Linked DNA regions of Mus musculus: regions 2, 3, 4, 5 and 6 are each linked to region 1. A link is a contact called in public HiChIP or PLAC-seq and promoter capture Hi-C data. All regions are on one chromosome and are shown on one strand. Each heading gives the region's core, a stretch centred on a gene start, on an enhancer-like site or on the middle of the called end of the contact. The rest is flanking DNA. Distances are from core to core; before and after follow the strand shown. Region 1 holds the start of Glt28d2 (glycosyltransferase 28 domain containing 2). Region 2 holds the start of Mnd1 (meiotic nuclear divisions 1). Region 3 overlaps Tmem154 (transmembrane protein 154). Region 4 holds the start of Cd1d1 (CD1d1 antigen). Region 5 overlaps Gm46836 (a long non-coding RNA gene). Region 6 holds the start of Tigd4 (tigger transposable element derived 4).

Evidence for each region. Promoter capture Hi-C pulls out the DNA fragments that hold promoters and counts their contacts. HiChIP or PLAC-seq counts read pairs in DNA pulled down with a chosen protein or histone mark.
Region 2: a contact with region 1 is called in a FOXA1 HiChIP or PLAC-seq map of pancreatic cancer cells. The contact joins the promoter of Mnd1 here to the promoter of Glt28d2 in region 1. A contact is called at or near these places in 1 of 39 promoter capture datasets (embryonic stem cells) and 1 of 115 datasets of contacts at active chromatin or transcription factors (pancreatic cancer cells).
Region 3: an H3K27ac HiChIP or PLAC-seq map of extraembryonic endoderm stem cells shows a contact between it and region 1, with 7 times the contacts expected there. The contact joins the enhancer-like site here to the promoter of Glt28d2 in region 1. A contact is called at or near these places in 4 of 39 promoter capture datasets (frontonasal cranial neural crest, hippocampal neurons, liver and 1 more), 1 of 484 Hi-C or Micro-C datasets (uterus) and 2 of 115 datasets of contacts at active chromatin or transcription factors (astrocytes and extraembryonic endoderm stem cells).
Region 4: a promoter capture Hi-C map of pre-B cells shows a contact between it and region 1, with 4 times the contacts expected there. The contact joins the promoter of Cd1d1 here to the promoter of Glt28d2 in region 1. A contact is called at or near these places in 1 of 39 promoter capture datasets (pre-B cells) and 1 of 115 datasets of contacts at active chromatin or transcription factors (large pre-B cells).
Region 5: a contact with region 1 is called in a FOXA1 HiChIP or PLAC-seq map of pancreatic cancer cells. The contact joins the enhancer-like site here to the promoter of Glt28d2 in region 1. A contact is called at or near these places in 5 of 39 promoter capture datasets (the 3T3-L1 cell line, embryonic stem cells, hippocampal neurons and 2 more) and 1 of 115 datasets of contacts at active chromatin or transcription factors (pancreatic cancer cells).
Region 6: a promoter capture Hi-C map of cranial neural crest shows a contact between it and region 1. The contact joins the promoter of Tigd4 here to the promoter of Glt28d2 in region 1. A contact is called at or near these places in 4 of 39 promoter capture datasets (cranial neural crest, hippocampal neurons, liver and 1 more) and 3 of 115 datasets of contacts at active chromatin or transcription factors (astrocytes, extraembryonic endoderm stem cells and pro-B cells).

What each region holds. Positions count from the first base shown.
Region 1 is chr3:85,886,141-85,890,403 of GRCm38.p6, forward strand. It overlaps Glt28d2 (glycosyltransferase 28 domain containing 2), which reads right to left and starts at 1,378. Exons shown (of 2, transcript NM_177130.3): 1 at 987-1,378.
Region 2 is chr3:84,153,583-84,157,532 of GRCm38.p6, forward strand. It overlaps Mnd1 (meiotic nuclear divisions 1), which reads right to left and starts at 2,204. Exons shown (of 8, transcript NM_029797.3): 1 at 2,080-2,204. The coding sequence starts at 2,082.
Region 3 is chr3:84,693,572-84,697,747 of GRCm38.p6, forward strand. All of the region lies in intron 6 of Tmem154 (transmembrane protein 154), which reads left to right. Among named protein-coding and RNA genes, the nearest start is that of Tmem154, 29 kb to the left of the region's middle. Within about 2 kb of position 2,565, at least 106 of the 459 cell types and tissues checked have an H3K27ac peak or open chromatin away from gene starts, as enhancers often do. A contact at or near this core is called in extraembryonic endoderm stem cells and uterus, where this site is marked.
Region 4 is chr3:86,997,920-87,001,687 of GRCm38.p6, forward strand. Cd1d1 (CD1d1 antigen) reads right to left here and starts at 1,410. Exons shown (of 6, transcript NM_007639.4): 1 at 1,273-1,410; 2 at 714-986; 3 at 153-431. The coding sequence starts at 1,333.
Region 5 is chr3:84,608,721-84,612,768 of GRCm38.p6, forward strand. The region is part of intron 1 of Gm46836 (a long non-coding RNA gene); the gene reads left to right. Among named protein-coding and RNA genes, the nearest start is that of Gm46836, 6.7 kb to the left of the region's middle. Within about 2 kb of position 1,656, at least 23 of the 459 cell types and tissues checked have an H3K27ac peak or open chromatin away from gene starts, as enhancers often do. A contact at or near this core is called in pancreatic cancer cells, where this site is marked.
Region 6 is chr3:84,591,161-84,595,303 of GRCm38.p6, forward strand. It overlaps Tigd4 (tigger transposable element derived 4), which reads left to right and starts at 2,414. Exons shown (of 1, transcript NM_207278.2): 1 at 2,414-4,143. The coding sequence starts at 2,618.

The sequences.
Region 1 (4,263 bases), core at 128-2,627:
TGGCTATTAGCTGAAAGCAGCTGACTTCCTAATGAGATGAACTTGATAGCAGGGCCCTCCCAGAGCAGCCCACAGAGTAGTAGGCCCCATCTAAAGAAAGCAACAATTGGTCTGCCATCTCCCCCGCCCACCCCACCCCCTTCCTCCTCCTGAGAACAGCCTGTCTTCATTTGGAGCTCTTTTCTCTTAAAGGAGGGGATGTGGTACCCCCTGCGCCTGGATGGCTAGGGCTGCAATACCTGTAGAATAGTTGACAGCTGATCTGTCAAGTACAGGAGGCTAAAGCCAACCTGGGCTAATTCTCAGCACCCACTCACAGGAGTCCCAAAACTCCAAGCAAACACAGTAGCTGTCACCCCCAACACCTCACCCACCCGAGCTTGAAATAAAACAATAGCTAGCTAACCTCGCAGGAGTGGGGTTAACAAGGGAGCTTTGTTGAAACCAGGGAAAACAAGCACACACACACGCGCACATACATACATATACACACACTGATAACCATAACTCAAACTCAGTTTCATCAGAGAATTTATGAAATTGAGCAACAGTAACCCAACAATAAATTCCTCACAGCAGGAAAGTGCTGCAAGCCCAGTGGCACCGCCTCTGACTCTGGTGTATGCCAGGAAAGGTTTGGAGAGGAAGACAGACCTAGATCTCATCGTCTCTGCCAATTATTCCTGGGGGACCCAGGCGCTGCGACCCAAGGGACTGAGAAAAGAGGTGGAGAGCCTGATGACATCTTCCTCCGTCAAAACAAGCTGGCCTTCTTCTTCCAGGGTCAGTCCTGAGTAACGTCGCCTGCAGGAGCCCCCAGCGTCCCGGGTAGTCACTGGACTTCCCCAGCCGTCCTACCAGTCCTCTCTCCAAAACCTGCTCCTGCCACCCAGCAGGATGCAGGAAGGAGGTTCTCGGGACAGTCTCTTCCTCCTCCAACACCCTAAAATAAAATAAAAGCAAGCCTTCAAGCACAGATTTCTTACCTGCGTGCGGCCGCGGATCCTCCTGCTACGCAGTGTCCCCTAGACAGTCAGAAAGTTTGTGCGACGGTCCCGGGTGCGGGAGAACAACCGAGCCTCCAGCGCACAGGGCACAACAGAGGACTGAGCCGGCTCCTCTGGGCCTAACACCCAACTCCAGGCGCCCGGGCAGCTGCCCTCGGGCGTCTGGGCGCGGTGACCTCCAGCCCTGGCTTCAACTCAGTCTGAGGACCCGGGGACAAATCACCCAGCTAGAGAAGGTCGGGGCACAACTTTTCTCCAGCACGTCAGCGGGTGACGGAGCTTCGCAGGTCTCGGGCTGGTCCCCGCCCCACAGCCCGCACCCTCCGAGGCAGGGAGGTGGCAGGGGCGGGGCCCAACCTGCCGAGCGACTCAGGGGCCCCGCCCCCAGGGCCTCCACCGCCTCCGACCCCGCCCCCAGTAAGCCCCGCCCTGTCGCCCAGACCCGCCTCCGCCAGGTGCTCGGGAGACTCGAATTGCGCGACTACAGCGCGCACCGGTTTCCTAGGTGAAGGGGGCGGGGCCTCTGCGAGAAAGTTTCCACCGAAACTTGAACTGGAGCGTTGTGGAGGACGCCTCGCCCTTGGGGGCTCGCCTCTCTGGCGAACTTCATCCCTCCTCCCGCGTCACGCCTGACAGGCAGGCACGCCCGGCTGGTTTCTAGGGTTTTCTGAGGAAAGGAAGCTGCACACCGCGACGCGCGGACGTCTTAGATTTCCCACTTCCAGAAGGTTTGAGTGCGGAGCCGTACGCATCGCCCCACGCGGATTCCCTTCGCCTGGTCTCGTCTTCCTGAGATATTTGAACTTTAACATGACAGGACAGTCCCAGTAGATCTGAGGCAAAAGATGAACGTGATCTCCTTTTACTGGACTGGAAAACTCGCCTGAATGAACAGGAGGCCATTTGGTTCCAGCAAGGAAGCAAAGAGTTGCAGTTTTGCAGTTTAGTTTCTTAGGGGTAATTTTAGTCGTTCGGACCTTATTTGTGAGCTTGAGGGTATTGCATAGGTGTGTGTCGTTCATTCACTGGCAACTGTCCCCACTGCCACCCTACCTCCAGCCAAAAAGAAAGGGCTGTTAAATGAATAGTCCTTAGCAAGGATGAAAGTTCGCAACTCGGAGCTCAGGAGAATGGAGAACAGCAGGGAGGTGGTGGCCCTTTGGCACTGTGTGGTACATTATCCTCTTCCAGGGCCCAACCCTCGACCTGGGGCGACCTTTGCCTAAGGACTGAGAACAGCATGCCACGCCAGCTCTCCCCTTCAGTCTCCACGCCCTATGTGCTTGGACGGTCTGTCCAGGCTCTGCTTCCTGTACTTTAAATCCCATAGGAGGAATTTGAATCTTGGTTAGCGGCTCTCTTGCTATTTGCATTGCCCTGTGGTTAGTGTGGCTGAAACTTGAATTGAGTCCTCCTCCCAGCGGATGGGGCTACACCACAGTCTGAGAAAACGGATGTGGAGGTTTTCCACCACAGCATCCTACTGGCGCCTCACCAAATCCTGCTTCTGAGGAAGAGTCTTCCTTTGTTCTGCATGAATGACCTCCGGAGATAACCAAAATCGGGCAGATCTAGTTTTCTAATTTTCCTTGCACCCATAGCAACTGGATGGTACAAACTTCATGCTTTCTCCTACTATCTGTACATCACCACCACCACCACCACCACCACCATGCCCGAATCACCAACTTTCGCTTTTGCCGCCTGAAGATAAAAAAAAAATGGTTCCTGAATATAAATCGGGGGTAGGGGGGACGGAATAAGAGAGCAGGGTTTTGCGAACAGCAGGTCACAGGTCTGCTCTGCCTTTGGAATATGGGCAAATCATTCCTTTACTCAGCAAATACCCATTGGGTAACTTTTGTTTGTCAAGCACTCTTGGGGGGCTGAAGAACAAAAACATTAACAGTCTCAACAATTATAAAATAAGCATTTTCTCAAATGTCATGAGCACCCACAGTGGTGTGCTTTACTGTCACAGGGCCAAAGCAAATGGGCAATTGATAATGAACTGTAAACCAAAATGAACCTTCCCTCTTTTTAAGTTGACATAAGTATTTTGTTACAGTAATAAAAGGTCAAATAATACAATTAGTAATATGTTAGCCTTTCAAAATAGATTTTTCCTTCCCAGTGTTATTCCTGTATACTCTCTTTGGCTGAACTATATACATAATATTAAGACACTGAAATTAGACTTCTTTATTGAAGAAGCCAAACATTCCTCACTCTTCCTGCTTTTACTCCCATTTGTAAATGCAGTTATATAAAGTTTTACCTTGTGTTTCTAAATTTGTTCCATTTTAAATGCCAGAAATTTTGAGTTAAATGTAAAAGGGAAAGTAATGTTCCTCCATTAACAAATTCTGCTGGGCGGTGGTGATGCACGCCTTTAATCCCAGCACTTGGGAGGCAGAGGCAGGAGGATTTCTGTGTTCGAGGCCAGCCTGGTCTACAGTGAGTTCCAGGACAGCCAGGGCTACACAGAGAAACCCTGTCTCAAAAAAAAAAAAAAAAATTAACAAATCCAGACACACTCTCACACAATCTTATTCAAAGAGCTCATTAGATTATCGACCTTAACATCCATATGAAGAAGTAGAGAAATGCCGTCATCTCTGACTAAGGACCCTAAAGTGCAGCAAAGAGAAGCATTGTCCTGGGTGCCTTGAAATCGAAACTAAAAGGACAGGAAAACATTGCCATCCATAGAGTAAATGTAAATTTGTATTATCTTCTAGAGTTGAGCTCAGTAACAAACGCTGTACATCCTGTTAGAATAATAATCATCCTGCCAAGAAATTGTCCTAACAAACAAACAGAGCAAAAGGGTTGTTTTTTGATGATTTCAATTCCTATGGGAATAATTAAGTGGTGAGGCTCCACTTCACTAGTAAGACAAGGTATACTTTTTCTTAAACTCTTCTAGCATCTTCCTATCCTGTACTTGAATCATCATAGCCCAGGCTATCCATTCAAGTTCCAGGCCTATATTTTCCATTTCTGTGACCCTAATCAAATAAATTCAAGTCTTGTGTTTTAACTTTCTCTTTGAGAAGAGGTAATGATTGTATTTATTTCACTGTGTTGTGACAATATATTTTCACTTCTGAACACAGTTCAGACAGTATAATAAGCAGCCACTAAACATTTTGTTTTCCAGGCAATTTCTAGAAATTTATCAAAAGAAATCATTGTAAATATGTATTATTGGTGGGAAAATTTCATAAACAACTCTCCAATAGGAACTAAGTAA
Region 2 (3,950 bases), core at 954-3,453, 1.7 Mb before region 1:
CAGGTTTAACTAATCTTGGTAACCAAGGAGCAGTCTCTCTAGGGGAGTGAGTGGTCTTCAGGCCATAAACGTGCGCAAGGGAGCAAAGCTAGTGAACATTTTCCACACAGACTGTCAAAACTCGCACTCCTCTTCTGGGGGAAACATAGCCACCTCTCTAAGCCTGGAGCTGGGGGGGGGGGGGTGTCTCTGATGAGGCCATGCATGTCAACAACACAGGTTCACTGGGGTCTTCACTCATTCAAGGCTTGCTCAGCTCCCTACATTAGGACTTAATCATGTGGCTAAATCAGGAGAAAACAGAGCCCACATCTGGGGTGACAAATCCTAATATTTTGGTATTATAAACAGTTTCTGGAAAGTTCTTTACAATCCCCCAGAGGCAAGCAACAAGGAGACTCTAATGTCCCGGGGAGCTCAGTTTCGGAACGCTCTTACTACCACAATATAAACATCATATAAACGCAGCTGAATTGGAGCATGACTTCCAGCATGATTTATCCCTGTGCCTTTTAGGAGTTCTTACTAATCACAGTTGGAAACATCCAAGGTCAGATTTAAAACAACTAATGTAAAATGGACATCATACTGACATTAGAGACTTCAGCAAGAAAGAAAAAGAACGCCAGGCGGTGGTGGCACACGCCTTTAATCCCAGCACTAGGGAGGCAGAGGCAGGCGGATCTGAGTTCAAAGCCAGCCTGGTCTACAGAGTGAGTTCCAGGACAGCCAGAGCTATACAGAGAAACCCTGTCTCGAAAAAACCAAAAAAAAAAAAAAAAAAAAAAAAAGAAAAGAAAAAGAAAAGAAAAAGAAAAGAAAGTCCTCAAAACTGGGGAGGGGTATTTCCTTGTGGTAAAACACAGATGCCTTCAGATTATGAAGGAGACGCAAAGCCATCTGGGGATTACAGGCCTACGTTTGTAATTGTTTACCTGCCAAAGCAAGCCAAATCGAAATAGTAATTCACATTCGGAAAGAGGTCAAAAGTTTAACTTTGACCAGACTAACAGTGAACTTTTTCCTGCTCATATATAAAACTAATAGCAATACCTGCGTGAAGAGTTAAGAGCCATTAAATCCCTTTGGCAGTAGGCAACTGCCCTATAAAGAGGGTTAAATAAGAGGGTGAGGCCGGCACATCAATAATTCCTAGTTCCTTTTAGTCGGGTACTTAAATTCTACAAAGAGAAACATGATAACACCAAACACTGGTAACACTGTTGTTTTGAATCTGGTCCTGGGCTCCTTGGGCCATTGCATGCCCAGGTGGCCCGTCTGTTAGTTTAACCACAAAGAAGCCGTTATCAGTTATAATTACAGCTGGGCAATTTTTTTTTTTTCAAATAAATGCCCAACGACCTGATCCTTGTCCACCCTGTGTGACGACCAAAATTAACTAAATTAAGATATTAAAATCTGGGGTCACTCTAGCGACTCGTTGATACTCTGTCGCCAAAAGTGGAAAGAATGACACAAAACTTTGAAGGTAGTTGAAAAAAAAAAACGATCCAAAGGGCAGAGAGTCATTAAGTCCGAATAGACAACGGCGATTGGTAGTAAACCAGGATTGGCCCGCAGAGAGCAGGGTGGGGTGGGGGGTGGGGGAGGCTGGGGTGGGGGGTGGGGCGTCCTACCCTGCCCTTAAAGGCGGGGGTGCGGGGTGGGGTGGGGGTGTCACTGCCATGATCTAAAGGCGGAGTGATCTGGGCGGCTCCTGTTAGCATACTAAGTACAGTGGTGGGGTGCAGCTGAAAAAGGGGAGCGCCGTGCCAAGCAAGTAAAAGGCCCCGGGTTCTAATTCCAGGAGAACCGAAGGGCACTGAACACTTCAGTGGCCAACTCCGCAGCGCGTGCGCCCTGGGGTTCTCGGTCGGGAGCCGCGGATCGGTCCAACTTGCGGGGCTTCTGGATTCGGTTCTAGAACGCTCCGGTTCGGAACCAGGGCGGCGCAGGCCGCCATCAGGGCTCGGGCGCAGCAGTGGGCGCGGGGCCAACCTCACAAGGCCTGGCCAGGCACAACCCCTGCTGCCGCGGCCCCGAAGCCCAGAGGTGCGCGCGTCGGAGCCTCGCTCTTACCATGCTGCGCGAGGCGGCCTCCCTGTTTGAGTCTGGCGCCAACAACCGCGTGGGGTGGGAAGGACCGGAGGAAGTGCAGGGGAGATGCAACGACCCCTGGCGGCCCTGGTAGGACTGCGGGACCCGAGGGAGGAGCCGAGCCTGGGCGGGGCTTGAGAAGATGGGCAGGGCGGTGAGGGGCGCGGCCTGAAATAATGGGCAGGTCCAGTAGGGGAGGAGCCTGAGATGGGCAGGGCCGGACTGAGACCAGATGGACCAGTCTGGGTTGGGCAGCCTGTAGGCAGAAAGGAAAAGTTGGGGCCTGGCGTGGGAGCTGGAGCAGGGAAGGCTTCTGTTCCCTTCCCGTGCCTCTGGGGTTGCAGAGTTGCTTACTACTTAAGTGTTCAATGTAGCTTTTAGTTTTCTTTTTAAAAGGCAACTTTTGAGTCTTCGCTTTTAAGTGTGTTCTTTTAGCTTAAAAAAAAAAATATGGGGCTTTGGCTGCAAGAAACGAGTACATTTAGAAAAGAAATTCTTTTTCTATTTTATTTTATTTTTGTCTTATTTAATTTTATTATTTGGCTTTTTTGGGACAAGGTTTCTCCGTGTAGCCTTGGCTGCCCTGGAGCTCTCTCTGTAAACCAAGCTGGCCTCGAACTCAGTGATTTGCTTGCTGCTGCTCCCTAAATGCTGGGATTAAAGGCGAGCACCAACCTCTAGCCTTAAAAAGTCCTCTGATACAGAGCGGTGAGAGTGTACAGAGTAGTGCAGGTGTTCTGCATTACAAATGAAACGTAAATATTCTAGTGCTGCTGACTGTCAGACCTTAATAAAGAGTATGTGGGAGCTTTCTAAATTATTTCTTGCAACTACTAGTGAATCTGTCTCTCAAAGTTTCACTAAAACCTTTATTTTATAAGATAGGATAAACGTGATTAGCAAAAATCATCCAAAGCATTTACAAAGGAGAGCAATAGTCGGGGATGGGGGTGAGTATGTATCCAAACCTGCTTGCCATGCTCATACCCTGACAACAGGCATATAGCAGAGATGTTCCTGTCAATTATGTGACACAGAGTTTTCATCACATCCACTTTATTAACGCTTTTCTAGAGTTCTTAATTTGCTCTTTATCACAGTTACTTTTTTAAGTTTTTTTTTCAATCCTAGGTTTTCAGGACAGGGCTTCCTGACAGCAAGTCTCTCTCTCTCTCTCTCTCTCTCTCTCTCTCTCTCTCTCTCTCTCTCTCTCTCTCTCCCTTCCCCCTCCTCCTCTTCCTATGTTATTATTATTATTACAATAAAAATAAGTTTATCCAATCAAGTAACAACTATACAAATGCAAGCAATTTTAGTCATTTTCTTTTTGGTCAACCTATATTAGACCTGAAATCTTTACTGAAAGTTCCCAGGTGATGGTGAAGTGTGGTTGGTTGCTCATCTATGCACATAATTTATGTGTTTTAAAGACTGAGGTCAAAGCACAGAGTCAGTCAAATACTTGAGCAAAAAGTCAACCAATTAGAGCTTCTGTTGTACGGTGAACAGACCAGCTGAGAAGTAAAATGAGCTGTGTCAGTCCCTAGAGGCGTGTGGGCTTATGGAAAGAAACAATCTGAGTGCTGTGTGCTCAGCAGGGTGGGTTAGCCGGGGAACCTTGTCTCTAGAAGGCAAGCAGTTTGCTTTATAATCATCTCGCAAATACCTTTTAAATCCATGCTTTAAAGGAACTGGAATCATTCCTAGCTACTTAAAATACAAACTCTTATGAATGAGCCACAAACATCTTTCCCCAACCTTTCAGACTGTGAGCTCTGAGTCTTGTATGCCGTGGGAGGGAATAGCTGAACAGTTAACTACTTTAAAAGCAAGAGTTTCATCTGCAGAAGATG
Region 3 (4,176 bases), core at 1,315-3,814, 1.2 Mb before region 1:
GCAATTACGGCCATGTTACCTCTTGGGGGTTTGTATATGTTACAGTTCATTATGAATTTGAAAAATATTCTATCTTACTTAAATGAGATTCCAGATAATAACAAGAAGGCAAAAGAAAGAAAAAGAATGCCCTGGTTATAGGACAAAGGACATTATGGAGAAATCTTTTCCACATATCTTAACCTTTCCCTCCTAATGAGACAGTGCATAGGTCAATACAGGTCATCTGCAAACTGTGTTTACATTATGACTTGTATGTCAGTACTTTTATATCCTTGATTCCCACTCTGAAATTACTGCCATCCCTGTGGAAAACGACCCTGACGGGTTACAAAGATTAAAAGATTAAAAATCTTTTTTCTTAAATATAGAGAGGTTGGTTCTTGAACTAAGCCGCCTGTGAGACAAAAAGGCCATATCTGTTTGGAGCTCTATGTGAACTTGTCATTTTGCAAGTGAATATCCGAATTCCTCTGTGGGCCTGGAACCATCTGGCTTTGACGGGATGCCTGCCAGGGCTTCATCCCGCTCTCTGGAAGCTGTGCTGGAGTCCTGGGCCACCCAGTCTCAGCTCTTGACCCATCTCTCTAGTGACTTCCACAGACGTATGGTAGCGAAAGTAGAATGAATTCACAGGGAACGCTCCTGTGTTCTTTACCTCTCACATACACAGCCCATCATCAGGGCCTCCCCATGAGTGGGACGTTTGTTACAATCACCTGATAGGTCAGCATCAAGCAACCTTCCTCTGTGGCATCAGCCCCTGAGACGCCCCCCACACCCCATATGTGTACACAATGCTCCAGAAGGCAGGGATGTGACTAAGGAGTGAGTTGAATGAGTGCTGCACTCGCCTGCCCTCCTGATAAGGAGGAACCATTTGTAGCATCAGCATCCCGTACTTCTGGGCTTCTGGGGACTGGCAGCTCCACCATCCCTCCCTTCAGAGCTTCCCCTGGAATCCATCCCAGCCCCTGATTTTCACTTTCCAGTTCTCACTTTCCTATCCTTTTCTGCCTGACTCCTGTTCTCCCCCTCGGCTCCTCCCTCCCGCCTCCCTCCTTCCTTCTCTCTATTCCCTCCCTCCCTCCCTCCCTCTCCTATTTCCCTCACCTCTGCTTCTTTCTTTAACTCTGGATCATACTATGTAGCCCAGGCTGGCCTTGAACTCATAATCTTCTTGAGTATTGGGACAATAGCAGCATTGACACAGATTGACACTTTAATGTATATGATAATATATATTATTTATTAATCACATAATAACACAATTTTATTTACATTTATTTAAATTAGCACAATTTAATATTTATAACTGATCATAAATTAATTGGTATTATATAATTATATATAATAATTGATAAAGTGATTACTAAATTATATTAATTAATATAAGATTGTAATATAATACACTATATATTAATATATCAAATTATGATATAATATATAACATGTCATATATAATATAGTATGATATGTAATGTGTGACATGTGACATGTAACATGTAACATATAATCTATATTTAGGGTATATTAATTGCACAAAATTTACCTCAGAGTAGACATTTTTCTTGAAATGTACATGCTCAGCCCCCAAATAGGATGTTAGTAAGGACCAGGTCTGTACAAACTACTACAAGCCCTTTGCAGTGAGGTTGTCATGTTTACGAAACAATGACAGGAAAGGACAAGAAAAGAGTTTAGGGGAGAAGAGTTCCATATTCTTATTTTCCACCTTAGTGGCCTTTCTCTGCAATCCCCTGTTCTGTGACTTGTGGTGCACAAAAGCTGCTATAGTGGACTCAGCACAGGACAAGCAGAGGTAGCCCAGAGCTGAACAGATCCATTCGGTGGGCTTATAATCAACTGTTCCAAGTCTCTAGACAATGAAGTCCTTTGTCAAACCCCACCCACACGGCACCTCCCAAATGCACTAGATAGCATACAGTCCAGACATCGTCCACCTGGCCCAGGCTAGCCTGCTGCTTCCTTTCTCCTGACTCATGTCTAGTCAGACACTCAGAGCTTCTGTCTGCACCGTGGACCACATGAGCACAGACAGGGAGGCACAGACGTAGCCACGCTCCCGTTTGCTGCTGCTCATCACCATCCAGAGGTGGAGAGTTTACACTGTGTGACCGTGCAGAGAAAGGTCGAGGCATTAAAGTGTCAGTGACTGCCCCCAGTGTTCCCTATCTAGTCCCCACCACCCCAAACAAGAGTGAACTAGATTTGCAGTACCACAAGGGATAGAACGTAATAGTTTGTGTTCTCCAGCCAGAAGGACACTGTTAAAGACTGTGTGTGTGTGTGTGTGTGTGTGTGTGTCCCAGAGTGTGTCTCCACAGCAGGCATGATCTCTGTATCTTGGGCCGATTCCGAGCCTCATTTCTCTAACTCCACCCAGGCCAGGCCTCTGTCGGGAAGAAGGGACTTTGTATAGATGAGAAAGAAAGCTTGATCTAATTGTTATGTGATGTCGTGCCAAATCCAACTCCACACTCTCTGAAACTGAGTCAGAGTGTCGTGACCCCAGAAGGGTTGAGTGGTGGCATACCGCCATGTTCAGAGATGGCTGCATTAGCTGTGGCCATAACTCAGGATTGTTGCAAGATAGATGGGGTCGGGAGGACAGGGTGACTGTCCAGTCTGGACAAACAGTCACTGCCATGAGGTTGAGGGATTTGAGCTGAATCTGTCCCCATTCTGCTGGCAGTGAGCCCGTTGGGTGCTTTCTTGAGGAAAATACAGCCGTGCTTTGTTTAGTTTTACAGTTTGTCCTCCTGTTCCTGTATATGCTTGTGGAAAGGTGTTCCATGTTCTTCCCGTGTTTATATAACACTCCTAGACAAATTACTCTTTAATGTCACTGTCAGAAATAAGTTGCTAAGACTGCACGTGCGCACATCGAGGCAAGCGGGAAGGTTGAAAGCGGAGCTGCCTGCGTGTTTGTTGTGGCTCCGTGGCAGTGCGCCAAGGTATTTTAACAGGGAACTCCAGGATTTGCTAGAGTTAAAAATGCATGGCTTATTTGATCATTTTCCAGAGATGATGAATAGCCAGAGACAGCTAACTAAATAAAGCAATGAGCCTGTGACGGAGAACGCCCTGGCTTACTGTGCTGGGACTCGGGGGAGGAGGCCGCTGACTCACCGCAGGTCTTGTGGATGGATAGATACCACTCCACACAAAACTCCGGAGAGGCAGCTGCTCTCTGGGAACTGCTCGATAGCCCATCAAAGCAGAAGCAGTTTGTGACATGCTGGGACCAAGTCACGTGGCTATGGCATTCCAGAGATCACGCTTTTAGGGAACTGAAGTAAACAATGCAGCTAAACAAAAGGCGTCTCCCTAGAAATGTGAGCTGTGCTTCTGAAGACGATTTCTTAAAGCCTTTACATCTCTGAGACAATGCTGTAGGTAACTCACAAACATTTGTCAGAGCTCAGGCTGCCTAGTACAAATCACCAAGAGGCATGCATGCATGCATGCGGGTGCCAGGCCTGTAGCATGGGGTTTTACCTGTCTTTTTCTCTGTGTTTTCATTTGAGTGTGTGGTGCTGGGGACTGAGGCCAGAGCCTCTCTCACCCCAGCCCCTCATTCATTCTTTTACAACAACCCTATCAGCTTAGAATTGTTAGGTGTGCTTTGCAGATGACATCAGATGAGGATATTAAAGCTAGGAAAGGTTACCTTGCCCCTTGTCATAAAACAAAGACATAACGGCCCCGATTCAGGCTTCGGGCAGATCGTATGTGCTTCTGATGTTAAGAATCTACTTGTTTGTGGATCCCAACCTTGTAACTATCATAAAAGCCCCTATAAATTAGCAACTGCCCAGTGCTAGCACCCACAACAACAAGATGCAAGGCACAATCATTTGAAAGGTCCAAGTGTTTATTTACTGGACCTGAGGAGAAGGTACAGCCTGTCAAAGTGCTTGCCTTTGAGCATGGGAACCTGAGTTCAGATCCTAGCACATAGCACAGAAAAGCTGGGTGTGATCCTACGCTTGACTTTAACCCTAGCACTGTCCCAAGCCAGAGCCAGAGACGTGTTATGTGTTCTGCTAGCGCACAGCCTAGCTCCAAGCTCAGGGAGAGACACTGTCTCAGGAGAGCAAGACCGAGAGTGAGGAAAGAGCAGGACGCTTGACACCCTCTTCCAGCTTACAC
Region 4 (3,768 bases), core at 160-2,659, 1.1 Mb after region 1:
TTATAGAACCCAAGAGTGGCTGTCAGTGAGAAAATAAACCCCACAGGCCTTACTCATCTCTTCCTAGTCCTTGCCCTTCCTCTACAGCTGACAGTGATGTAAAAACCTAGATGGATCCAAGTGGAGAGCCAGGGTGAAAATAGCCAGCTGACCTTGCTTCTCTAGGTCTGACTTCCCTGCCTCTAGGAGACCACGGACAAATAGGGGGCAGGTGTCATTCAGGAGCATCTGCACGGTTGCACTTGTCCCTTGATCAGCGTTGAGCACTTTGATGGGCAAGTCTAACCAAGATGGGGCCCCTGGGACTGTCTGCCAGGACGTTCCCCAGAATCTCACGACATATTTTCCTTGAAATGCTACGTGTAAAAAGCTTTCCGAAGCATTCCCAGGGTACATTTCACAGCCCGCAGACAGCTGGATCTCAATGGGATCTGTAAGGAGGAGTAGGCAGAGACCAAAGAGTTCATGATTAAGGGATTTGGAAGAAAGGAATTGGTATGAAGATTATCGTTAAGTGCCAGTTGAGGAAAATGATCATGGTGCCCTAGAGCAGAAATGGGCTATTTTTAGAAGGGACAAGGGTTACTTTTAGACAGAAGTAAAACCATAAGGGTGGACAGAGAAGAGAAGCTATGCCCGATGCCCACAGTTATCCAGCTGGGGTCTGGATCACTCCTGCCCACTGGGTTCAGGGTTCCAACCCCTCCACTCACAGTCTTCTTTAGGTGACATCATTTTGACTAATTCCTGTATGTCCCTGGTAAAGCTGACTCGATAGACTTGAAACATATGCTGCAACTTCTCCCACTGCTGGTTACTCAACTTGCCCTGGGACCATGGCTTCGTGAAGCTGATGGTGGCTGAGTCATTACTCCAACGGTGAGTCTGCAGATCCCCCAGCCAGACCACGCTGTCTGTGCGGGACCAGCTTCTGTTTGCAAAGGAAGACATCTGCAGGCAGCGGAAGGTGTAATTCTTTTGCTGGGCTGGAAACAAAGGAAAAGGAAAGAACTTAGCGAGTGGGCTCAGTCTGAGGACAGACTGCAGTAGGAAAAAGCTCAGCTTTAGCTGCGCTTGCGGAAGGAAAGGCAGGCTCAGTGTAGTTCTGAACTGAGCTAAGCCCTGAGCCGCAGCCATACATTGCTCCTCCCACTGTTGTTGCAAGCCGGGAAGCCCACCTCCACCCGCCCACTACTGCACAGAGCTTGTAGCCAGCCTCTTTCTCCCTCCCTTCCTCCCTTCTCTAGATTGTGTGCGCTTTTACTCACTCACCTTCAGATTGTCCCCAGACCTGTAGGAATGCCCACAGCAACAGCCATGGTAGGTACCGCATAGCGCCAGAGTTCTACACAGCCCTCGGCTCCGACTTCTGCGCTTTACTCTGCTCCCGGACTGGTACACAAAGGCTCTGGGGTTTTTGGTGCAGAGCCAGCAAAACCCGGAAGGACGCGCAGGCACGATTGGTAAATTACTCTTTGACAAAGCCAAACCCCCTGGTAGTTGAGGGTTGGAGTGCAGCTTTACTCAGAACCGCTACGCAAACCACTTTTAAACAAAACAAAACAAAACAAAACAACAACAACAAAAATGTCTTTCCGTTATACTAAAGAATGAGGTTGAGACTATCGTCTCAATATCGAAAGCAAGACAAAATTGTATTTCGGTTACAACTCCGATGGTATTAAAAATGCAAGGGGAAAAATAGAAGGGACGTTTTGGTCTAGCTAGCAGGGGCTGTCTGCAGGTGCTCCATTTACAAGTTTGGATCCTCCCAGATATCTATAAATATCACATTAAAATAATGATAATGATAATAATAGATGTGATTCTTCTAGTGGTTCATTGAGAGGATAGGACTAGGCGGGTTAAGTTCCTTCATAGCTTTCGTATGCCCACAGTTTCCCATGTCAGATTCTTTTTCCCCTTACCCTGGTTTCTTTTCTCCCTTGCCTTACCTGCCCTCTGGCTGTCCCCGACTCCATTTTGGGAGAGTACAGGCATATTTTATTTTTAGTTTTTATTTTGTTCTGTATATTGTACTGTCATGATTTGCGAAAATCGAAGACTTGTGTCAGTCTGATGTGAGGAAAAGCCAAAAGTGACGAGATGTGCCCCCTCGAAGCGCTTCAGCACAGCGAAAACACGGGCCATACACCTGCAGACAGATGTCTTTCCCACTCACTCGCAAATACCGAACCTCTTGTTTTTGAGAACAGAGGTAAGATTACAGGGCGCGCCTGTGAGTTTGTAGGGCCATTCCCAACTTCTCACGCTTAAAACAAGTAGTGACAAAAACAGTTGCTCAAAATTTCAGTTACTGTGAGAAAGGAGAAGTCATCCTTGGTAAATCGTACTCCTGCAGCAAGCATCCTGATACCATCTTCCTCGTTCCTTTTTAGTCACCCCGTTGTATGCTTTGCTCTGTCTTTTTGCCTTGTCTCCTAAGTAGGCCTCTTCTCTATGTCTCTACCCTTAACATAACCGCAACCTTCTGCTTCAACTATATGAAATACCTTCCACGAGGTAGGAAAAAACCCCATCATTGATCGGTATAGCCTCTAGGATCATTCTGCCCATGCTCTGGCTTGCCTTGGAGCATCGTTTGGGACCCTACTCTAAGTCTCACATGCTTTCGTCCCTTAGATACAGCTTCTTCCTCAGATCTCTGCACAAATAGACCCCTTGGGGACCTCTGACCTCCAAGCGCCTGCCTAGTGTCCACTCAGACTTCAAACTCCAATGTAATTTTCTCAGAGAGCCTCCTCAAGCTTCCCAGACAGTGTGAATAAAGACTGGAAAGCTAGCCAGCCCATCTCCACACACTGGGCGGCAGCTATCTTTGTTGGCCTTTCTTCCTAACACATAGGCCTTGTCATTACAGAAATGTTAGTTTGACCCCTTCGCTGTCCCAGCTGGAGGCTTGTCAGAACGCGAGAATCACATTGCCTAACCTGACTCCTCCCATTCTGCCTTCACCAACCTTCTCTCCTGGGCCCCAGTGTTGTAAGAGTCCTAGAGGGCAGGCTTCTCCCTCCTGGCTGTGCTCCTGGAGGTGGCTCTAATCCACTAGACCTGATTTTACTGGATATTGCTCCCAACAGTTTGAGAAAAGTTTTGTTAAAAAATAAAAGGTTAAAACAATGATTATTTTTTATAGTTCAAAAGCATGATTTTTTTTATCACAACAAACTTATACCATTTCCCTCCATCCCTTTACTTCCTCCAACTCCTCCCTCATAAATTTAAACAAACCCTCCCTCTCCAGTTGCTTTTGGTCGTGGTGTTTCAATCACAGCAGTGGGATTCTAAGACAACCTCTCTTGACCCTCCTTTTGCTTTCCTAGTTTCTGTGGTTACTCCAGTTTATATGCTCTCAGCTCAAGTTTGGGAATCGATGAAAGAGAGATGAGAGGGCATGCAGCATTCGTCTTTGGGGTCTGGTTTATCCCACTCAGTATAATATTTCCTTGTTCCATTATCTACCTGAGAACTTCATGATTTCATTTTCCTTTATAGTTCCTTGCTCCTCTTCAATAAAGTATCTGCAGTGCAAGCTAAAGCAGTAAGGCAAGAGAAGGAAATTAAAGGGATAAAAATAGGAAAAGATGTCAAGCTAACCCTATATGCAGATGACATGACATTCCAAAAATACCACCAGAACACTCTTAGAAATGATCAACAGTTTCAGCAAAGTGGTAAGATACAGATAAACTTCTATTTGCCAACAACACTTAACATGCCCAGAAAGATATCATAGACACACTCCGG
Region 5 (4,048 bases), core at 406-2,905, 1.3 Mb before region 1:
AGGCCAGGTGTGGTGGACCTTACCTACAATACCAGTATTCAAGAGGAGGTGGCAGAATGACCTCTAAGAGGCCAGCCTAGTCTACATAGTGAGCTCTAAACTACCCAGGGCTACACAGTGAGACAACCTTCTCTATTACACACATACATACACACACATGCACATACACACATTAAACTTTTAAAAAAGAACAACTAAAACTTGCCTTCATAATTTGTAAGGAATCTATTTTTGCCATTAAATTACTATATCTACTATTATTTTTACTATATAAGAAAAAATAAAAAGGGCATGGCATAAAGGGCAGTGGGTCAGGCACACTGGTGCATGCCTGTAATCCCAATCACTTGAAAGGCTGAGGTTGGAAGCTCATGAGTTTGAAGGCAGCCTGGGCAACTTAGTGAGCTCTTATAGATACAGATACATAAAGATAGATAGATAGATAGATAGATAGATAGATAGATAGATAGATAGATAGATAGATAGGATAGATAGGATAGATAAGATAGATAGATAGATAGATAGATAGATAGATAGATAGATAGATAGATAGATAGATAGAATGATCAGATAGATAGGTAGATCGGAAGGAAGGAATAATGGATAGATGGAAGTAAGGAAAGAGGAGAGAAAGGAGGGAAGAAGAGAGGGAGAGAGGGAGGGTGTGATGGTTTGTATGTGCTTGGCCCAGGGAGTGGCACTATTAGGAGATATGGCCTTGTTGGAGTAGGTTTGTCACTGGGGGCATGAGTTTAAGACCCTCACCCTAACTGCCTAGAAGTCAGTCTTCCATTAGCAGCCTTAAGATGAAAACATAGAACTCTCAGCTCTGCCTGCACCACACCTGCCTGGATGTTGCCATGTCCCCACCTTGATGATAATGAACTGAACCTCTGAACCTTTAAGCCAGCCCCGATGAAATGCCGTACTTTATAAGACTTGGCCATGGTGTCTGTTCACAGCAGTAAAACCTTAACTAAGACAGAGGGCAATTGGTAATTAGGCGACAAATACAAGGAAGTATTTTTTATAAATACATACATTCTTTGCATATAGAAGTTACTATATAAAATTTTATTTAAAGAATATTGCATTGCATATAATTGATAGTTTGATGGACATTTATCAGCACATGGCTATATGTTCAATGGGACATCACAAGATATGTTTAACTTATTCTTACATTGACATGTGTCATCTGTTATTAAATCCAGCTTCTTACAGGTTAGTTAACAGAAATGAAAGGAGAGGCTGCGGAGAGCAGTGGGGGCTGGGGGGACTGGGTTTCAGTCCTTACTATATAGGTTAACATACAGAGAAGCATGATAGATAGCACTTCCCTTATTTATCACATTCTGTGTGCACCCATGGTGGCTCTGATGCCAGCCTCCCCAGGACCTGGAGAATGTGCATCAGAGCCTCTGCTCAGAGATCCTTTGAAGCTGGTGAGGGGAAGCCAAGGGCTCTGAGGTGTCAGTACAGAGCATACGGGGTTTATTCGGAAAGACTTCTTGATCGGTTCCAGCATCTGGGAAGCAGTGTCCTTCGGGATATAAAAGTCTTGTTTGCTTTTATGAGTGTGAATCAGGACATGCTATCCGTGCCAGGTGCCTGCTGGACCGTGGAGCTAACACTCCCAGCCTAGATTGCTTCTGACTGTTGCCAGTCGCTGGCTATCTCACCCCATGTAAATCAATAACCAGTCTCTTGCGGTGGTGGCTGGGTGAGAGTGGCTCCCGTACAAATGCTTAGTCACCAGGGAGTGGAACTTTTGAAAAGGATTAGAAGGTGTGGCCTTGTTGGAGGAAGTGTGTCACTGGGGGGGTGGGGGTGGGGCAGGCTTTGAGGTTTCAAAAACCTCAGGATCAGCCTCTCTTGACCACTCTCTCCCTCCCTCCCTCTCCCTCCCTCTCCCTCCCTCCCCCTCCCTCTCCCTCTCCCTCTCCCTCCCTCTCCCTCTCCCTTTCCCTCCCTCTCCTTCTCCCTGAACCTCCCTCTCCCTCTCCCTCTCCCTCTCCCTCTCCCTCTCCCTCTCCCTCTCCCTCTCCCTCTCCCTCTCCCTCTCCCTCTACCTCTACCTCTCCCTCTCCCTCTCCCTTCCTCTCCCCATCCCCACCCCTGCTTGTCTACTAGGATGTAGCTCTCAGCAACTGTTCCAGCACCATGCTTGCAACCATGCTCCCTGTCATAATGCTACTGAAACTGATGGACTAACCTTCTGAAACTGTAAGCAAGCCCGCAGTTCAATGGTTTCTTTTATGGGCATTGCCTTGGTCAGGGTGTCTCCTCACAGCAATATAACAGTAACTAAGATGCCTGCTTTTGTCTATTTTATATAATAGGTCACATGTTGTAGTAGGTTTAATAAGATGACTCTCCCAAATTTCATTTCTACCTGGAACCTCCAGACATGACCTTATGAGGAAACAGGGTCTCTGTAGATGTAATTCATTGGAAATCAGTTAAGGACGTCAAGAGAAAATAATCCTAGACTTAGAATAGGTCTTAAATTAGTGCCCAGTCCCCTTATAAAAGAGGAAATGGCTAAGAATGGCCGTATATGCCTATAATCCCAGCACTTGGGAAGCTGAGACAGGAGGATCATGAGTTTAAGCCAGACTATGCTATATAGTGATCTCAAAAAAAAAAAAAATCCACAAACCAGGACTAGAGGCAAGATTTTTATGATGCTACCATAAGCCAAGAATGCCAGGAGCCCAACCCCCAACCCCACTCCCCAGAGGCCTTAGTCCAGGAAGGTCCCTCCCTGTGAATCCTTGTGATTGATTAGGACAAGGAAGGACCCTCCCTGCAAACCCTTGTGGGGTGCATGCGTGTGCACAGATGCAGACAGACACCTTGATTTCAGTCCAGTCGTTTCCAGAATCTAGTAACAATTAGGTGTTTGTTGTCTTAAGTCACAGAGTTTCAGCTTCCCTAGGAAGTTCACACACACACACACACACACTTTGCTTAACATGATTCAGTTTTCTTCCCGGTCTACCCTTTACAGAAATGAAATTGTCAAACTAAGCAAACTAAACAATGGATTCTCCGTGGAGTCTTATTCCCAGATTTCTAGCTTGTTCACAGGCTCTGTGTCTCATCTTGACATGCTGTGTCACCTGTCCTGGGTTTTGCTTCTGTTTGTTCCTCCCCATTGCCTTCAGAAGCCCTGAGGATGTTTGTGCAGAGAGATAGGCACCTTGTCTATTGTCTGCCTTTCCATGTAGTGCCTAAGTGGACTCTGGACTAACTCAACTTGTTTACATTTGGGAGATGCACTTGTGCTTGCTCTTCTCTAAGATGCTCGTGTTTGATTCTTCATTGACCAGCACTGTGATGGTGAATAGTAATTGTCAACTTGCCTGGACTTAGAATTATCTAGAAGAAACACCTCTGAGCACATCTATGAGGAGCTTTCCAGGGAGAACTAAGCAAAGAGGGAATGCCTCGCCTGAGTGCAGATAGCTCCACCCATAAACTGAGTCCAGAACTAAATAAAAAGGACAAAAAGAAGAAAGCAAGCTGAGCACCAGCATCCCCCTCTCTGCTTCCCAACGGCAGATGCATCAGGACAGCGTCTCAGCTACCTTTCTATTGCTAAGACACCATGACCAATGCAGCTTATAGAAGAGTTTATTGCGACTTAAAATTCACAGGTTAAGTCCCTGACCATCATGGTAGGGAGCATGGTGGCAGTCAGACACTGTGCAAGAGTTCTAGCTATGAACCTACATCTGAACCACAAGCACAAGGCAGAGAGAGACATTGGGAATGGTCTGGGCTTTTGAAACCTCTAAGCCCAACCCTTGAGGCACACCGCCTAATCCTTCCCAAGCAGTTCCATCAACTGGAGCTTAAGCCTTCAAGTATGTGAGCCTCTGGGGGCCATTCTTATGCTAGCCATCACAACCAGTTACCTCACATTCCCTCTGCTCTGGTCACTGCTATGCCTATCCCACCATGGTAGACAGTATTGCTCAAGTCATGAACCCAAATAAACCCTTTCACCCATAGGCCACTTTTGTCTGATCTTTCGTCACAG
Region 6 (4,143 bases), core at 1,164-3,663, 1.3 Mb before region 1:
TGTCATAACTTTGAGACTATTAAAATGCAGTTCTTCCTACCTCCTTAGTTAGTTGGAATATAGGCAGCAAAGCAATTTGAGAACCAATGCCATGATGATGCCATTATTATTGAGAACATTTTTGCAACAACAATTTAGAAAAAATGTATGAGTTGTAATTTTGGTGATTCAAATTACTCCTTTGAGTTGGACAACAGGGGCAGAAAAAATTTAATGAGAACTTTTCTGTAAGCTGGGTATACCTACAACCCCAGCAATTCAAGAAGGTGAAATATGAAAATTATGAGGTCAAGGCGAGCCTAGATCATGCAGAGCTATCCTGTCTTAAAAACAAAACAGAACAAAAAAGCAAGCAAAAAGATGTATCTTGTCATCTCGGAAGCTGGAGACACAACAGGAAGACTGGGGTGTCCGCATAATAATGTTCACTTATCAAATTAGCTTCTTGTTGACTTGGCCACAGCATGCCCAGAATAGATAGATTCTGGCAAGAGAGCTGGTGTCTGGGAGGTGAGTGTGAACCTGCCTGGAACCCCTGGCTGATCTCATGCTACTGCTTAAGAAGAATGAGTCTTGGCAAAAGAAGAGGACTCACCAGCTAAGGGTACTTGCTCAAGCATGAAGACCTACCTACCTCTGTTAGAGCCTAGCATCTACCTAAAAAACATGCGTAGCTTCATGCACCTGTAACTTGGATGCTGGGGGTGGGCATGGAGACAGATGGCCAGCCTAGATGAAAAACGGTGAGCTCCAGGTTCAATGGAAAACGTTGTCTCAAGAAAGGAAAGGCAGAAGACAGAGAGTAAAGAAGAGGAAATCCAACATCCTCCTCTGACCCCCCCCTCACGCCACCGTTTCTAGTCTATTTTTAAGTGCCATTCCTGCCCCCAATCTGCAATTTAGAGCTGAAAAAATTGAAAAGAGAAGACCATGATAATGAAAGCATCAGCCCACATTCGCTGGACACTTTCTTCAACTATTAAGTTATCCTGCGCATGGTGGTTTCCTGTTGTTAGACCTAGCCAACACTTGAGAGGCTGAATCAAGAGGATGGCAAGTCTGAGGCCCAGCTGGTCTATGTGCAAAGATGTGTGTGTGAGACAGAGAGGAGGAGGGAGAGAGGGAGAGAGGGAGGGAGAAAGAGAGGGAGGGAGGGAGAGAGAGAGAGAGAGAGAGAGAGAGAGAGAGAGAGAGAGAGAGAGAGAGAGAGAAGCTATTCTGAGTGCCTCTTAGGAAATTCACTGAGCCTTACTAAGTACACAGCAGCAGTATGAAGTCAGTCCTGTGGTTTCTCCCCTTTTACAGGTAAAGCGGCCGAGGCTTTAATGGTTAAGACCCAGGACCACTTAAGTTCTAACAGTGGTCACTTCTCAAGATCCATACTATGGCAAGTCACTTTTCCACACATAGACAAACCAACATAGAGGGCCTGAAAGGGTAAGAAACATGATCACTCTACTCTCTTATTTTAGTCTAGATAATTTTCTACATTATATTCCTTAACAACGTGTTTATTATGAAGCATGTTCTCAACACTGACCTGTTTATATTCATAGACTATACTAAACTGATGTAAAAATTATTGGATTTTATTTAGCTTTGAGGGAGCATAGGGTTTAGACGTTTTAATGGAATATAGTCATCACCTGAATTGAGTATTTCAATGAAGTATTTCTAGCAGACTCCTATGAAGAAGACCGTCTCCCATGTGCTATTAAAAATTGAGCTCATGACTGCAGTCTGTAGTTATTTTTTTTCTTGTAGAGCCAGAGGGTACAGTCTGTGACCTCATGTAGAAAATAGCCACCAAGAATCTATCCAGGATCATTTTTAGTTCTTTAGTTTTGGCATGCACAAACAATTTTCAAAGCAGATTAAATTTGTCCAATGTACTTTAGAAGTATGTATTGCAAAGCACAAGCGGGGGATGCAAGCCACAGAGCAGAGCTTTTAATGGCGAGGCCATTCGGGAAGCAAGCATCCGTCTGGAAGCTTTGGTTACTACATTTCCAGAAACTTCTTCCCTTCCTTTTCATTGTCGCTCTGAGCATGGCAGTATCCAGTTTCCACATTGCTAAACTTCTGCCTTTTCCCCTGGCATTTTCAAGAAGTAGAAGGAGTGTGCCATTTTTTTTTTCATTCTGTACCCTTGAAGAAACTAGAACTTAAGCTGGGATATCTTTCCATGAACATTTTTTAATGTTTCTTATCTCTGAACCTGCTGTGGAGAATTTAGTACAAGACATGCATGGATAAAATGAATCGTCTTAAAGGATTGCAGCTCCAAAAATACCCCAGCAGGACTGGGCAGGTTTGACATAATGACATTCCTATTTTAGCCTGACTTCTGGAACTCTGAAGAACTATAAATTGAGCCACACAAGATCCTAAGAAGGTGGTGCCTCTTCTAACCGCATATAGAATTTTTCTTCAGACTTTTGGAAAAGATGTATCTAGTGGTTGTTTTCCTAGAGAATGAGACTGTTGGTACTTACCAACTTTAATACAGGAAATGATAGGTAGAAAGCCCTGCTCTGTATCCTACTGAAAACCAAATTTGATTACGGAAACTTACACCAGGAGCTCAGAGCCAAGGTCTGCACAAGCCGCATCTGAGATGGCAGAAGCCTCTGTGGATATCGGGACTCAGCCCGTAACCGTGAAGAAAAAGAAGAGCCTGTCCATCGAGGAGAAGATTGACATCATAAATGCAGTGGAAAGTGGCAAGAAAAAGGCAGAGATTGCAGCTGAATATGGCATAAAGAAAAATTCATTGTCTTCCATTATGAAAAACAAAGACAAAGTTCTAGAAGCCTTTGAGTCTTTGAGATTTGATCCGAAGAGAAAAAGACTGAGAACAGCGTTTTATACGGATCTAGAAGAAGCATTGATGAGGTGGTATCGGATTGCTCAGTGTCTAAACGTTCCAGTTAATGGCCCGATGTTGCGTCTAAAAGCTAATGATTTTGCCCAGAAGCTGGGACACAATGATTTTAAGTGCAGCAATGGTTGGCTGGATCGTTTTAAGTCCAGGTATGGCTTAGTATTCAGAGCACAACCCGTAGAAGCCACGGGTATATCTATAGACCCTTCCACTGTGTGGTACCAAAATGTGCTACCTTATTACTTAAATGATTATCATCCTAAAAATGTTTTCAATGTAAAAGAGACTGGGTTGCTTTATCGAATGTTACCTACAAATACTTTTGCATTCAAAGGGGAAACATGCTCAGTTGGAAAGTTGTGCAAAGACAGGATAACGCTGGCACTCGGAACAAATATGGATGGCTCTGAGAAGCTCCCTTTGCTGATCATCGGGAAAAACCGAGCCCCGCGTTGTTTCAAGGGCATAAAATCATTGCCTGTGTACTATGAAGCTAACAGAACGGCGTGGATGACCGCAGCCATATTCGAGCAGTGGATGCAGAAGCTGGATGAGAAATTCCAAGCCCAGAAACGAAGAGTGGTGATTTTTGTTGACTCTTGCCCCGCACATCCGGAAGTGAAAAACCTAAAGTCCATTGAGTTGGCATTCTTCCCGTCATGCTTGTCTTCCGGGTTTGCAGCTATGAATCAAGGTGTTATTAAAAGCCTTAAAATCAAATATCGGCATTGTCTTATCAAGAAATTTTTAAGTTCAGTCGAAAGTAGCAAAGAGTTTACATTTTCTCTTCTAGATGCAGTTGATACATTGCATCTCTGCTGGAGAGCTGTAACTCCAGAGACTATTGTTAAAAGCTATGAAGAAGCAGGATTCAGGTCTCCAAAGGGAGAAAATGACACAGCCAATGCAGATGCTGCTGTTGCTCTTGACCTGACTGCCCATGCAGTGGGGGCAGGAGTGGAGTTTCTTGAAGGCTTGTCCATAGAGGAATACGCTGCCCTGGATGAGGACCTGGAGACTTGTGAAGCCACCCAGAAAGATGATGCCGAGTGGGCCGGAGAAAGTAAGCAAGACGAAACTGGTCTTTATACTTCCGATGAAGAGGAGGAGGACAGCGGGGCGCTAGAAGTGGATCTGCCGTCACCATCCAAGAAGGACGCGCTCTCAGCTGTAGGCACTCTGAAAAGGTTTCTTAGAAGTCACGACCTGAATGATGAACTTCACGGTTCTTTAGCAGACCTTGAAAACTTTATTAACGC